Regions from separate parts of the Anser cygnoides genome. Here region 1 is linked to region 2. Evidence: chromatin contacts called from public Hi-C data. All regions are on one chromosome and are shown on one strand. The core of a region is the stretch at or near the end of the contact, and the rest is flanking DNA. Distances in the headings are between cores, read along the strand shown. Region 1 holds the start of ETV6 (ETS variant transcription factor 6). Region 2 has its middle 32 kb from the start of BCL2L14.

Region 1 (7,867 bases), core at 2,709-5,208, 170 kb after region 2:
GGCCACGTACAGCTCACTGCAAGGGAGAGCGCTCACATCCACCAGCGCACAGCTTCACAAAGGCGATGCAACACGGGAACCAGTTGTGAAACCTGACTCACAGGAAAACTCCACACATTCAGTGCTGCCCACAGAAAGCACACTCGGCTCAAACATCTGATAGACACATGCAGGGGAGTTTGGGCTTGGAGAAGCCCTGGTCTCTGCGATCTGAAGCAGCCGATCCCCCACAGATTCCCAGTTTTAGTTCCCCCACAACTGCGCGCTTGTGCCAACACACTTGTTTGTACGGTCTCATCGTAAATCAGGGTAAGGAAATGAAAGTGCCAGGTTTATTTTATAGATATATTAACTACGTGTCTTTATACATATATTATGGGACATTTCTATTGGCCTTTGGGACCCTTCTATTTGCCTGCTGAGTTCTGAGCCTCTGTATGACAGCACAGTGATATTCTTAAGGTATTACTATTTCAGTGGAAAAAAAAAGACCCTTACAATCAGAAAGCTCCAGGTGGGGTTTTAGACAGACCTCATTACCACGTGGATCCTAACTGGTCACAAAAAGTTACCATCAGTGTCCAGGCACCAAGCTTGTAGCCCTGGCTCCTGTGCGCCTTTGCTCTGGTGTAATAAGCCTTTGCCAAGATGTTTGCACTCTTCCTGTGCCTCGGTTCTCTCGGATGGAGGAAAAGAGGCAAAGCCATAAGGGTCACTTGCTCATACGGTAAGGAGAGTGGGGGGAACATCGTGACAGTATATATGATAACGTATCTGTTAACTGCTAAGGCTCAGGAGTAGAGAACGGTTTGCTACCAATGTAACATCCCAATGGCAGGGTCAAAAAAGGCATCCAATAGTGACAACCATGTATGTCCCTTCTCAGTCCGGTTTGGAGTCACAGCCCTTGGGCTGTCCCAGGCTGGAGTCTGCCGCAAGCCCAAAGCCTACCAGTTCCCAGCAGCGAGCCTGCCAGTGCCCGAAGTTGTAGCCAACACCGAGGGCTCAGCCTCCACACCAACCTCTGAGCTCCGAAATGCCATTTCCAGAACGCCAGCAGTGACTGCTCCCTCAGATGTACACCCTTCATGCAGACACTTCGCTGCCTGCCGCACCAGGACAGCAGGGCTCCCGGGGCTGCCTGCCATCAGGCAGGCATGCACACACCCAAGCGCTGGCAAGAGCAGGACGTTAGCCCTGTGCTTCTCCTGGACAAGGAGCTAGTGCAAGTAAACACACACACACACTTGCCGCAAAGCAAACACGTATCAATATACGATCACACACACACTGATAAGTACTTGACGTGAACCGAGATATTACTGCAAGTTTATACTGATTGCAAGCAGCTAAATACATACCAAAATTTCACCTCCTCAAAGTTTTCCTAAACCTTATTAGAGTGCCTCTCTAATAAGGTAGATAGGGAGACCACGCATGGAGCATCCCGGCATAAACGGAGGTCTAGCCTTTACTCCCTTCGTTGAAGCTTTCCATGGTTCATCACCCCAGCTGCTGTGGAATCTACTGCACACAGCCTTGCCCCGTGTCAGGGGAGGGGAAAAAAAAAAAAAAAGAAAAATAAACACAAAATACAGCAACCAGCACCACTGCTTCCAGTGCACAGGCTCCTAATGAAGCCCTGCAACACTCTCCCAGCACACTTGGCTACTCCTCAGGGCAGCGCAGCAGCCACACCGCAGCACGGCTCCTGCTCACTCCTCTGCCTCTGCCCCGCGCCGCACGAGCTGGACTGGCGCGCTGGGAAATAACGCATCCTACTTGTACAGTCACACCGTGGCTTGAACTACTCCTCTCGAGTCCAGCTGCCGATCGCAACCAGTTTCCGCTCGGGCTGGCTGAAACAAGCGCCCCAAAAAACAAGGGTGTGTGAAAAACTGAAGGGAAAGTTATCCAGAATGGCTTGGTGAAGAAATGTTACTGTTTGAAATACGTATTTCTGTCCGAAAGCTTGTACTTCCCATATTTGAAACTATTAAAATCATCACCAGGAGAGAAGCAAAAAAAAACTTCTCCCCATTTTCTCCTCTGTCCCCCTTTGAACTTTTTCCTCCATTCCAATTAATCTGCTTTTCCTGGCCTTCGGGACACCCTCTGAAGTACTTCACCTGGACGGTAGTTCCTGTCTCTCTACAAAGACAGCTGCAAGAGTCGGCACGTGAAGAAAATGCATGCTACAAAATAAGTTCAGACTGCACTAAGTTCAGCATGGCACTTGAAATAGGCAGCTGCACATACAAATGTGAAGTCACAGAAGGTTTGAGGTTGGAGGGGACCTCTGAAGATCACCTGGTCCAACCCCTGGCAAGCAGGGTCACCTACAGCACGTTGCACAGGGTCGTGTCCAGGTGGGTTTGGAGCACCTCCAGAGAAAAGCCTAATGAAATGTAATGAAAAATTGGCGTTTAAACGTTTCGGGGCTCCAAAAGATGTTTTCTTGAATCTGTCCTGCTAAGTAGCTAATCCTGTACGATAAGACTCTATAATGTACCTTAGGGTTAGAGAAGAAGCAGCGTTACCGTTCCTGAAATCAACAGTAGTTTTGCTGCCAGCTTCAGTAAGAGCAGAAGTAAGCCTCCTATTTTCAAAATGCCCCATTTCTAAAATAAGGAAACACAACTCATACGCTGCTAGTTTTTTTGTGCGTGACATTCGCCTTCTCTTGCCTACACCCCATGTTCCCACAGGATCCACCAGGGAGAAAGAAAAAAAAAAAAAAAAAAAAGACCAACCAAGCAGCTACGTTTCACTTTATATTTACCGGGATTTGCTTAGCAAACCGCACGCCTGTTGTACACAGGGGGTGCTCCACGGCCCCACGCCGCCCCAAACCTGGGTGCCTCTTTAGTACAAGCCGCCGCCACCCGCCGTGGCCCCCAAAATAGAGCCAGGCCGGCGAGCACCGTGCAGCGAAGCCGGCCGGGTGCTCGCCCTCCGCTGGAGGCTCTGGCGGCCGCGGGCAGGACAGGGAGTGCCCGGCCGGGGGAAGGAGTGGGGTAAGGGCTGCTTCCAGGGGGTTCCTGGGCACACATGGGAAAAAAAAAAAAAAAAAAAGAAAAAAAAAAGGGCAGCCGGGTTTTGTTCCCATTGTCTCCGCTCCTGACACCGGGAGCCGCAGCCAGAGCTGGGCACGGCCACCGGCCGGGAATAAAGCGAGGGGAAGGAGGGGGAGTAAAGGGGAGGAAAGGGAAAAAACAATTTAAACTAAACTAAAATAAAACAGAAGCCCCAGCGCCCCCGCGGCAGCGCCGCCGAGCGCATCCCATCCCCGTCCCCGGGCAGCAAAACTTTGCGCGAAGTTGGCGGCGGGGGGAAAGGAGCACGCAGGGCGCCCGCTGCCGCCTCCCGCCGCCGCAGGGGGAAAAACAGCAGAAAAAGCGAAAATAATAATAATAATAATAATAATAATAATAACAACAATAATAATAATAATGAAAGGAACACGCGCGGGGCAGGGCCCTCCGTGCGTAAACACGGCGTAAAAACAGCGCGGGGGGGTAGCACGGGGGGAGCCCCCCGCTGACCGCAAATAATAAAAATGATTAAAATAATGAAAAAAAAAAACAAAAACCCAGAAGGCTTGTTTTTTATTATTTTTACCTTGATGCAACACTGGGCAGCGGCCTCAGACATCTTTCAGCCGGAGCGCGGCGCAGCGCGGCACAGGGGGAAGTTCTCTCGGTTCTTTTTTTTTGTTGTTTATTTTTTTTGCCTTCCCCCCCCCAAATTTCCGCTCCTCCGCCGGCCCCTCAGCGGGAAGTTGCTGCCGCCGCCGCCGCCGCCGCCACCATCGCCCGGCGGCGGGCGCGGCCCGCGGAGCTGCCCGGGGGAGGCGCCGCCACCGGAGCCCCGGCCCCGTCCCTCGTCGGGGGGCGCACGATCGCCGCCCGCCCCCTGCCCGCTGCCCCCGGGCTCTGCGTGCGTGTGCGGGCCCGGGCGGGGAGGGCGGGGCCGGGCGGCGAGGGGGCGGGGCCGGGCGTCCCTCCCGGCCCCGCCCCCGCGCCGCCCCGCGCCGCCCCCGCGCCGCCCCCTCGCCGCTGCCCTGTTCCGCATCCCCGCAAGCGACGTCGGTTCCCGGCAGCCGGCCCCGCCCCTTAAAGGGGCACGGCGGCGAGCGGAGCGGGGCGGACAGCAATGGCCTTTGTTCTGCCGCCGCCGCCGCGGCCCCTTTAAGGGCCTGGACCAGGAAGTGCGGCGGAGGGCACGGGAAGGGCGGGGCGGGGCGCACGGCAGGGTCGGGGCCTGCCCCCCGTTGTTGGGGACCCCCGGGTGCCTGCCCCGTGTAGGGGCGCTGCTCCCCGTCTCCGCAGCCTGCCCCGCCTCGCCCCTGCGGGGTTTCCCCTCTTCGCACCTTTTTTCCCTTTTACTGCTTTTTTTCCCCCTCTTTCGCCTTTTTCCCCTCTTTCCCCTCTTTTTTCCCCCTTTTCCCACTTTTTTCCCCGTTTCCTTTTTTTTCCCTTTTTCCACCCACGTGGCCGCTGCCGGCCGTCCCTGGGTGCTGAGTCACCCGTTACTGTGCACCTCCGGGCAAGGAGCTCTCGCGATTCCTTATATTAACCGTAACACATCAGAACTAGGAATTGGATGAGAAATGTGGAAATATGCTAAGCGTAGGGGTGCGGGGTGGGAGGGGCCTGCTGGGTCACCCTAGAGGATCTGTCCCCTGTACTTTTAAATGGCTCCGGTAGCGGGGCTCCCGCCTCCTCTTGGAGGCTCTTTCACAGCCCCTGCGGTCAGGCAGGTATTCAGCCTGTATTTCCACGTGTCCAGTTTCACCCAATTACTCCTGGTTATAACCATGTATTGCAGTCCCCTAAACAATTTTTCTCCTTTCTGGCAATTCGTGCCTTGCACCCAGGTATCTCTACTTTTCCTAGCCATTGCCATTTGTCCTGGTTACCTCCTTTCATTAATCATTCCCTGCATACACAGGCGTTAGTCTTCCCTCATCCCCACCCAGTCGGTCCCCATCTCCCCGGCCCATGGATGCCCACATTTAGAGGTAACTACCTGCCTCATCCTTTGTGCACACAGCCCAAACGCCGGAATGGTTTAGTTCGTCTCCAAATTCCCTCACAAGCTTGTTCAGAATTTGCCACCTGCCAGCAGCCTGAATCAGCGTTACTGGCATTACAGTGACATTACAGCATTACCAGCCCTGTTACTCCTCATCATTCCCCTTTGCAATGCAGTTGCAATCTGATTTTCTAAGTAGAGGTTATGGTGAAGCTTTGTGTCCTGGATCTCATTTCTCTGCCTGTAGTTTCGGTGTCCATACGTCCTTCCTTCTGTGTTCACTGGTACCTGCTGTCCCTCCCACTTTGCTCAATGACCCTTACAAATACAAGCCATTAAAATCTTGGCAGACCTCTAAACCAGTACAAATGGATACAAGTGTCTGTCCAAGATAACAGCCTGGTTTAGAGCTGTTCTCTTCCAGCTCCTTGCGCTCCTTTCCCCACTGCTCTACTGAAGGTGAGCGCGATGGCTGGGGAGGCAAACATGTCTGGATGAAGCACAGGCCACACCACCAGCTGGTCTGTATGTGCCTACAGAAGCAGCGATACCTCAACCATTCTAGCCAGATACTCGCTACAGTGACTCAAGAACATCTTTGACTCCTTTGAATGAGGAGGGCCAAAATCCTTCTTCTCAGCTTGGTTCTGCCCTTGTTTTCCTAACCCGATTTCCCGCAGTTCCTCTCATTAGTTACATCTCTTGAGACCTCAGACTATGTGGTCCTGGATGCTATGCTGTAGGGGAGATGGGAAATGCTGCAACGACTCTTGGTGAGCAGGATGGCCTGTGGTTGCAGGATGGTTGCTCTGGAAATGTGAGGAGAAAGCTTCTTCAGCTGTCAGCTCCCCTTTAGATCTGCTCTATGTGAACATTGCACAGCGCAGAAAGGAAGTGCATTAGCTTATATTAAACCTCCAACAGGCTCCCAGCTAGTTTCCTTCCCTCTCACTAAGAGGCTACTGCTTAGCTTATCTCCAGGGAGGATCCTTTAGCAGGATTTACGATCCCACAGAGACACCTTTCATAAACGCCCTAGCCAGAAATTCCCTAACTTTTTGCTGCAATGATGGCAGCAATACTAATTCAGGCAAAGGGTAACCACATTCTGGCCTGTAAGGTGACACCAAGTTCCTGCCTTTCTCAGAGCTCTCCCAGGAAAGGGAGATGGATGGGGCATTGGGGGGCAAGAGCAGGAAGAGAAAACCATAAAACAAAGTATGTTCTTCCTCCTCATAGTGGCCTGGAAATCTGGGTTTGGGAGCTCATACTTTCCGGTCTAGAGTTTGTCCCTGAAAATAGAGCAAGCCCTGCAGAAAAGAAAGCAAAACAACTTTTCTGCGGGACTTTAATTTTCAGTCCACAGTGTTATCATCTGTGTACCAGGTTCCACCGATTCTCTGTCACCTGGGCCTCTTTTACAGCCCTGAGACTCCAAATGTCGTCCTACATCCACTTTCTCAACAGCTGGGCTAATTTTCTCAAATGTCTCTAAATGATGTTGGAACCTGTTTCCCAAAGGAGACTAGACACTTGGGAACCTACATCCAGCTGAAAGCCAAGGTTTTCATTTCTCCTTTCGTGTACTGTTTTTTCCAGTTTCAGCAGCGTAGAGCAGTACCTCGGACATATGCAACAATCATTGCTTTCACCTCATTTCTTAATAAGGAAACTTTGTTCACATTATTTTTTTTCCTCTTTATATTTGCAAAGGCACCCATTAGTTGCTGGTGCCTGTAGTTATCATTAACTTATTGTACTGTTTCTCTGCTGTTATCTTTTCCTTGCTTTTATCTTTGCCCAGTGAACCTTAACTGACTCACTTATTTGGTGGTTGCTTCTTTGCTTCTTTTTTATTAGCAGTTTTTTTTTCACCTTCCAAAGACTGAGCATACACAAAGAGTCACTTGATGCTTTTTTCTCCTTTAAGTTATCTTGGATGGAAAACGGTGTGCTGTGCCTTCAGTACTCCCTCTGCTAGGGCACATCAGTCCTTGCCCATATTCAGGTTTCCTTCTGCTGCTCACCTCTGCAGATCCTGACCTTGCAGCTGGGTCTGTTGACGTTTCTGTGACTCGACAGGGATTACTCTTAGAGGTTCAGGCACAGGATCAGGCTCTTAAGGAACAAAACGCAGTTTGAGATGGTAGTAAGTTCCAAGAATGTGAAAGCAATTGAGGCATACATTGCTGTTAGCGTGCAACAGAGTTTTTGATCCTCAGGAAAAAACAGGAAATCCATGAGAGTTGGTGCACAGATGTGCTCTGGTAAGGGATCGCCGTTGCACATTTAGCACTAAGATTCTTTTGTCCTTCCCAAATTGGTTCCTGAAACTGAATTGTATTTTATGACCCCAGTGTGCATCAATCACACTGCTTCTCATCATTTGCAGTAAGATTAGCTTTTGCTTCATATTCCCAGGCAAGTCCTTTTTCCAAGATTCAGCTAGGCTAATGTTTCCTGTGGTAGAAGTCTCTAATCCTTGGCTTTTTAGGAATATACATGAAATTCAGTCTGAGGTGTTATAGCAAGAAATACTGTATCCATCAGAGATATTCATATAGCTTTCCTATTTGGAAACCCATGACAGTCAAAACTGAAATGCAAAAATCCTGGTGTGACACCTATTCGTCCATCAGCCAATATATGTAAAAAATAACCCTGAACATGCTTGATGCTCTAAGGCACGCCATCCTCACACATTGTCACATACTGGATTATTTTGATTCACCCACTATGTTGCTCCTGTAAATAAGAGAAACAGTTTTCTACTACTGTGAAAGTGAACATTCTGGTAGAAAAAAGGGGAAAGATTGTACTGCGGATTGTA
Region 2 (7,330 bases), core at 878-3,377:
CTGCTGGAAGCCCAGAAGCTCTACATTCCCAATGTGTGTGTATGTGTGTGTGTGTGTGTGCAACAGGGGCAAGTCCCCATTTTGTTAGTCCTTTTTTGGGCACCTTGATGTCTACTACATCTACTAGAGCATCCGTTTCTACTTCATTCTTCCTCACCACCCATCTTCTGTGTAGACCTTGTAGCAATATGCTGTTACGTTCTCCCTGACCTGGGACCCACCTGAAAATGCTAACAAGCTCTTCTACTCTCTTGTTAATCTCCAGACTGTTCCCAAGTAGTATTCATCAGAGAAGGACTTTATTTCCAGGGGCGGTGAAGTGACTAACCCAAGATCAAACAGCAGGGCAGTAGCAGAGGCAGGAACTGAAATCAAGCCTTCTGACTCAATTTTCTCTTGGCCACAGCCTCTGGGTTACATGGCAGAACTCATCAGTGCTGTAAGTTTCAGCAGTTGCTGAAACAAAACCTAATTTTCTTTCCCAGTGATATTGTATCTGTGTCATCCTGTTCTTTGCCTACTCGGAAGCAGCTCCTCAGCATTTGACTTTAAAAAGGGAAGGCAAGCAGGAGACGTGTCTAAGTGGTTGCACTCTTTTGATCGATGAGAGAGGTGAGCCAGAATGTGTTCCAGTGACCTCCTGCTATATAAAAGCTTGGCCTGCCTGACAGGACTTCTGGCTGCTGAGTAGCTGTGAGTCACAGCCTTTACTGCTTGGATTTGATGCGGATTTTTACATCAGACATTGCGGAAACGAGGTGGCCTCTCAAATATTTGCATTGCTTGGCAAGCTAGGGTAAACGGGGGTGGATTCAGGAAGTTCTGGCAAGGGCAAGCACAGCTGGTGTTAAGGTCTTTGCAGGGCTCCTTTGTGTGTGTGCGTGTGTGTGTGTTTGTAGGAAAATAGTGAGGCCCCTTGATTTTTTTCCAGCCAGGGTTCCTGGGAAAGGATGAGTAATCTGGAGATTTCCTGTGAGTTCTGGAGTAAAAGAAAAAAACACACCGCCTTTTGGGGGAATCTTCTTGGATCGTCCACCATCTCAGTTTTCCCCTGAGCAGCCCAGAAAGGCTCTCCCCTGGAACTAGCCCCGCTCCATTTATTTCTGTTCATTTGCCAGTGGACGCTGCTGAAGAGCAATGTAAGACATGCCATGTCAATACTGCTCTTTGTCGTTGTCTACCTGGGAAGCTCCGGGTCTGACCTCCTGATACTGTGCTGGGGGCTTCGGGAGCTAAACTGAGGGCAGGAGGCCAGTGGGCATGGTGTGCCTGGATGGGAATGCTAAGAGCACTCCCCTTTCACTCCTGAGAGCATCAGATCTCAGAGGGAGGCTGTGAGGTGTTTTGTACAGCACCTAGAATGGCTGGGTTCTGGTTCACGTCTAGTCAGCTGGGTGCTGCTGCAGTTCAACTGAATAAATAGCAATGACAAGAGAGATGTGGGGGTTTCCTGTTGGCTGAGGAAGAAAGGAGTGAGGTACCTCAACTCTGAGCTTATTACTATTTGTTATTTGACCTGCAATGCTGCCTGCAGATTGCCTTCAGGGACAAGGGCTCTGTTGTGCAAGGCACATGCATGCAGCAAAGGCAGAGCCATTCCTCACCTTAAAAACAGGCATTCTCCAAGTGAGCTGAGCTGCTGGAGCTCTCTGAGAGCAGGGATGCTGAGATGGTACAGGGGCTGGAGGGTGAAGTGGTGGGTGTTGCTGCAACAGAGAGCCCTGCATAAGCAGTTCAGACATCAGGTGTATGTCTGAAGTACCCACTTGTTATTTCTAGACGCTCATCACCACTAGCCACAAACTTCTATAACTAGTATTTCTCGATGTGTGCTTAGCCATTTGATTTTCTGAGTGCTTTACAAATATTATGTAATTAGGAAAATAATGCTCTGTTTGCACAGGCAATTGCAAAACCACATGTTCAAAATTCATCCTTTGGAAATGTAGCCCTAACTGAAATTTACTTATCTGCTTCTTACTCTGCCAGCTGCTCTTCCCAAAATGATTTTTAATCCCCCCAGCCCCATAAATGACTGTGGTGATGATAATTAAAGGAATACAACTTGGGCAGATAAACTGCTCACCTCTGCAGTGTAAAATAAGTGGGAAGTAAGGGGTTGATAGGGAATATGCTTTTTGGATTCTGCTGCCAGTCTGTTTTCTAAATATTTATTATAGGAGAACGGGTGCGAAACAGCCATGTCCTCCAGTGCCTGATCTCCACATGCTGATAGAACTGCGGGCTAATAAGCAGTTCGCGTAGCAGCTTTGCTTTCTGGCAAGGCTCACTGCTGTGGCAGTCTGCGGCCAGGGAAGGATTTATCCTTATGACTTCCTGTACAAGGTGCGAGCCCTTGGCACAAGACTTATCGCCCTACCCAAATCCAGGGATTCTTTTTCTTTTTTTTTTTTTTTTTTTTTTTTTCCTCCCCCCCCCCAAAGGTTAAGTGGTTCCCACGGGGTGAAAGAAAGTGTTATTGAAAGCAGCAGGTCCACTTTTGAATATTGCACTTCTGGTAAATCTCTGATCCAGCATCTAGTGGTTAACCACTGATACAGGAAATGACATTTAACGTTTTATCACTCAGCCAGAAATGGAAGAACAAGGCAAGTCTGTATGTGGTGAAGATGGATCATTGCCTGCTACCTTCCCCTTAAAGGCACATCATTCCTTTTAAAAGGAAATGTTTTTCAAGCAGACTGAAAACCTGGAAAACAAATCCCTTTCCCCCCTGCCAACCCAGCCAGGAGGTTTTGACTGTTAAAACAGGGGTGATGGAGTTCTAACCAACTGCAGTCCTCTTTCCTGCTCTTCTTCTGTGTCTTGGGAAGTGCAGCACAGGCCGGCAGCAGCGAGCAGGGAAGGTGGGGCTTTCAGCAGGTGGCACTCGCTGCTCTGCATCGGGCTCAGCTGGTTCTTGGCACGGCGTGCGGCCTTGGGTGGGGGCTGCTGTCAGCAAACACGCTCAAGAGATGAAGGAAAAAAAAGAAAACAACAAAAAAATATTCATCAGAATACAGGGCCAGAACTTCAGCGCTGGTATGAATTGTGGTTTATTGATTTCAATGTAACTGCATTGGTTTACAGCAACGAGCACCTGCCTGCTGTCAGAGCAGGCTAACCGCAGCGACGGTGCTTGCTGTCTGACCTGCTCAGCCTTACTCTGCTGATAAGGAGTATACTCAGGAAGAGAGCAAGCAAGACCCAGAATTAAATTATATGTCCCAATCCAACCAGATCCAAGGAGGCTGCCGAGTCTGCCTATGCATATCCTAACAATGTCAGATGTTTTCATTGTATGTACTGAGGGGAAAAAAAAAAAAAAGCAAAGCAGTGAGGCACTTTCCTGCTGCAAATAGGATGCGTGGACAAATGCATTGGTTTTTTAACTGTTCCAGGGGCTCTTCTCACCTAACGAGACAGCGCAGGATGTTTTCCAAAGAGCTTTGCAGACTGCCAAAACTTCCCTGAAAGTGAGTACAGAAATCCACTGGAAAGCAGTATATTAAAGGTAGGTCAGCCCTCCTGATCTGTGGAGCTGCAGAACACAGTTTTCATGTGCCCTCAAGCCACAAGAAGCTTCAGCAAGGCCGTGGATGGTAGAGGCAGCAGAGACCTCCATGAGAAGTTCAAAGGCTACGGATGAGGGCAGCTCTCCAGAAGTCCTGCTGCTCTCTGGCTTGGCTGGAATTGAAGCTGGAAGATGGGGCGAACACTTGGATGCCATAAAGCTGGATTGGTCACACCCACAGCGATGATCTTGGACCACATTAGCCAAAACCTACTAGTGAAGCCCTCCTGTAGTTTAAGCACCAGCTTCCTGAATCTGCTTGAGAGCCATCCTTGCAAAATCACGAGTAGATTGGGCAGAGGAAATCAAAATATCTGTGACCTAGAGACAAGCTCAGATTTGTGTTCATGTGTAGGTCTAAAGTGTACTGGCATGAATCTGAAATGGAGAGCAAGGATCTGCAATAAAACGATCAGTGGGCATTATTAAAAAGAAGGAAAAGAGTGAAATGTCTTTCCAGCTGTCAGCACACTTGCTGTTCAGTTAGATTGTCGCTTCTTCAGCCTGCTGCTAATTTTCCTTTTCAGTTACAGAAACTTGCTTGAATGCAGAATGTAAAATGAGAAAGTTGTGGGAACTGCTTGGAGAGTACAGATGAGGCCCTGTAGGAACACATGTGCATCAGCCACAAAGAGCGAAGATGCACGTGCATTTAAGGATCCAGATTCTTAGCCCTTAATGCTGCATGTCTTTGATAGCATTATGATGTATTTTGCACACCAGAAAGACCATCCTGTGTAGAAAAATCTCTTCTCTCCAGCCTTGCAAAGCAGTTGGGCACTGGTCCTGCCAGAAAGCCTGTAGAGACTTGAGCAGACCTTTGGCCTCTCTGAATGTTAGCCAGCCAACAGCAACTGGCATGATCAGGGCCTCGAGCTACACCTTGGGAAGTGCTGCTATTTATCTCTGCACTTGATTGCACCCAATTACTTGCTAAGAACACGTTCTTTGAAAAAAGATCTGGAGCTGGATCCTTCTCTCATTGCGACTCTGCCAGCTGCCGTCCCCAAAGCTATTTTTAATCAGACAAGCTTCCCTGTCCCTGCCAAAAAAACTCGTAACAATTAATAACAATAAAATGAAGGTAGCCTGGATAAATGAGTTGCACTTGCTCTATAAATCAGCAGCAAAGGCAGCTAGGGAAGATCAGCGCTGCATCGCTAATACGCTGTCCTCCCTTTCGCTGTAGCCTGGGTCTCCCGCTTCACTCTTGGTCCCTCCACTTTGCGGTTCTGCCAGTCCCCGTGCTGCCTGTGGCAGATAGACCAGCAGATGGGCACGGGCACCTCGGCACAGTGTGTTGCTTTGATCCATCTCATTGCGGATGTGAGATGGGTGTGAATGATCCCGCTTACATGCCCGTCACATTGCGCTACTAAGTTCATTAATTCTGGGAGCTGCAATACTACAAAGAGCTGCACCCACAGCAGGCTTGGTGGTTAGGTTAGGTCTCTGCACTGTCATGTCGCAGCCTCTGGTGTGATTATTTGCCTGCGGGCATGTGTGTCCCTGTGCTGTGATCCTGTCAGGAGTTAAGCTGTGTTGGGCTGGATCAGAGTGTGGACAGGAGGCCTCCAAGCACACACGGCCAAAGCCATTTCAGGCAGCGATCCCATTAAACAGGAAGTGGTACTATGCCCTCCGCCTGGGCACAAACTGCTGTTGCTTTGCTCACGGGTGGTAAGAAAGCATTCCCTGATAATTTTATTGAAAAAAAAAAAGGAAAAGAGAAAAGCATAGAGGCGCAAGTCTGAGGATACTGTCCTGGCCACATCCCAGGCTGGGTATCTGCACGTGGTTTGCTTCCGCATAGACTTCTTCTGGGGATTCCTGCTGGACAACATATTTCTACTCAACCCTAGCTCCAGACTGTTTGATAACATTGCTGTTTGGTTTTTATGCCTTAAGCCAGTGGTGGAGGCCCTCCACTAATGGGTATCTGCACCATTTGAAAGGTTTTGTGAGGACAAACAAATAGCAAATAGAAAAGGGAGAGGAAAAGATAAGAAAGAAGGAACTGAGTTTCCTTCTTTCAGCTCCACCACCTCCAGCACAACAAACTGAGTCTCCTGGGAGTGTGTGGATGCTCCACAGTCAGCAAGGATGACTTACCCTTGGAGTGGCATTGTTGCCATGTGACGCATATTTCCTTGGGGGAAATAAAAAAAAAAAAGTGGTGACATTTCTGAACTTGCTGCTGGTGGTGGACAGGAGAGCCTAATCCAAGCCTGGCCTCTGCTGGGCTTTGAGACTTGCATAGCTAAAAACAAACAGAAGAAGATGCATATGTTTTACTTCAATGCTTATACACGTGGATCTCTCTTCCCACAGAAATACATAAATAAATAAATAGATTAATAATAAATGAATAAATTTAATCATTAAAGCCACTACTTTTTGCTTCCTTCTGGAGAATAATTGCCAAGATGATGTTCACAGGACCCTGACAGCTGATGAAGTCAAGGTGGGTAGCAAGCTATGGCTTTTGGTGTTCATCAAATAGGCCTGTGTAAAGCAAAACAAAGCAGAAAAGATCCCCTGATGCCTGCTGGCTGAGGAAGCAGCTAACCTCGAAAAGTCTGCACACAGAAAACTCTCATTGTGTTCTCCTCTCCAGGGTCTTCTATTGTAATCCATAACACAAGTGTAGACCTGTTTCAGGCAGTGGTTTTAACTTCTTTAAGCAAGTGATTATCAAAATGTTTTCCACTGGAAGTACATTGTGAATATGAAAATTGAGGCATTCCTGGATCTTTCTGAAGTTACCCACGGACCTTCCCCAGCCTCAGCCACCAAGTTAGGGTATGGTTGCACTGTGGGTGCTGGCCTGAAGAAACCGACCTGCTGATCTGCTGGCATGTGGCCATGTGGACCTCCCTGCTACCAAGGTGTTCCATGAGCATCTCAGCACTGCATTGTCACTTCTACATTGCTAGCAGGAAGAAAACAAGTGAGTGTAAAGCCAGTTTGAGTATACGTGGGCATTTGAAAATGGCACCGTAGTCATACTAAACATGTGCCTTGCTCTGTGCCTGTGGATAATCTCACCTTAAATGTACCACTTGTTTGCATGACATAAAGTAACACAGAAATGGTTTTCAGGCCTGAGATCAGGCTGAGATCAGCTCCTGCCATCAGGTATCAGATTCACACCGTCCCCATTCAGAGTAGCCCCAGCTGGCCATCTCAGCCATGCAGTCAATGCCAGCCAGCAGCACTGACATCGAGACCAGGCTGTGGCAACAGGCTGGCATGGGGCGTGAGTAGTCACATAACACAGGGTTTGGTGACAAATTCAAGCTGACTTGACATGTTCTGAAGACAACACCCATTTTTTATTCCATAACTTTGTATTGTAAATTTATGGAAATGAGCTCCATCAACTCGAGCATCCTTATGCTGTTGTAACGGCAGCTTTGGTGGGGATGGCAGTGATTTGCCCATGCAAAACAGAATAAGCAGCACTTTAATGAAATCTGTAGATGTTGACTGCTGTCACTTGCAGTCAGGATGCATTCATTTAAACAGTTTGTGGGCCCTTTATGTTTTGTAAACAAGCAGAGCAGTAGAGGAAGACTGTAGCTAGATCCTGTGTATTGAGTGTAGTCATTGCAAGTATGTGGGTGTTCTGATGCCTGTGTGGTTTGTGTATGTGTACTTTTTAATGCTTTTTTTTTTTTTTTTTTTTTCCAGATAGTAAAAGACACAACAATGCTACACTGGGAAAGGTTGTGAACACCCTTGCAGACAGGATAG

What was found. Hi-C and Micro-C count contacts between places; a contact is called where the count stands out from the background.
Region 1: a contact with region 2 is called in a Hi-C map of liver, with 1.9 times the contacts expected there. The contact joins the promoter of ETV6 here to the enhancer-like site in region 2. A contact is called at or near these places in 3 of 7 Hi-C or Micro-C datasets (all in liver).

The regions. Positions count from the first base shown.
Region 1 is chr1:72,625,253-72,633,119 of Taihu_goose_T2T_genome, forward strand. ETV6 (ETS variant transcription factor 6) reads right to left here and starts at 3,959. Exons shown (of 7, transcript XM_048053632.2): 1 at 3,622-3,959.
Region 2 is chr1:72,453,719-72,461,048 of Taihu_goose_T2T_genome, forward strand. No RefSeq gene overlaps it. Among named protein-coding and RNA genes, the nearest start is that of BCL2L14, 32 kb to the left of the region's middle. Within about 2 kb of position 2,128, at least 2 of the 3 cell types and tissues checked have open chromatin away from gene starts, as enhancers often do. A contact at or near this core is called in liver, where this site is marked.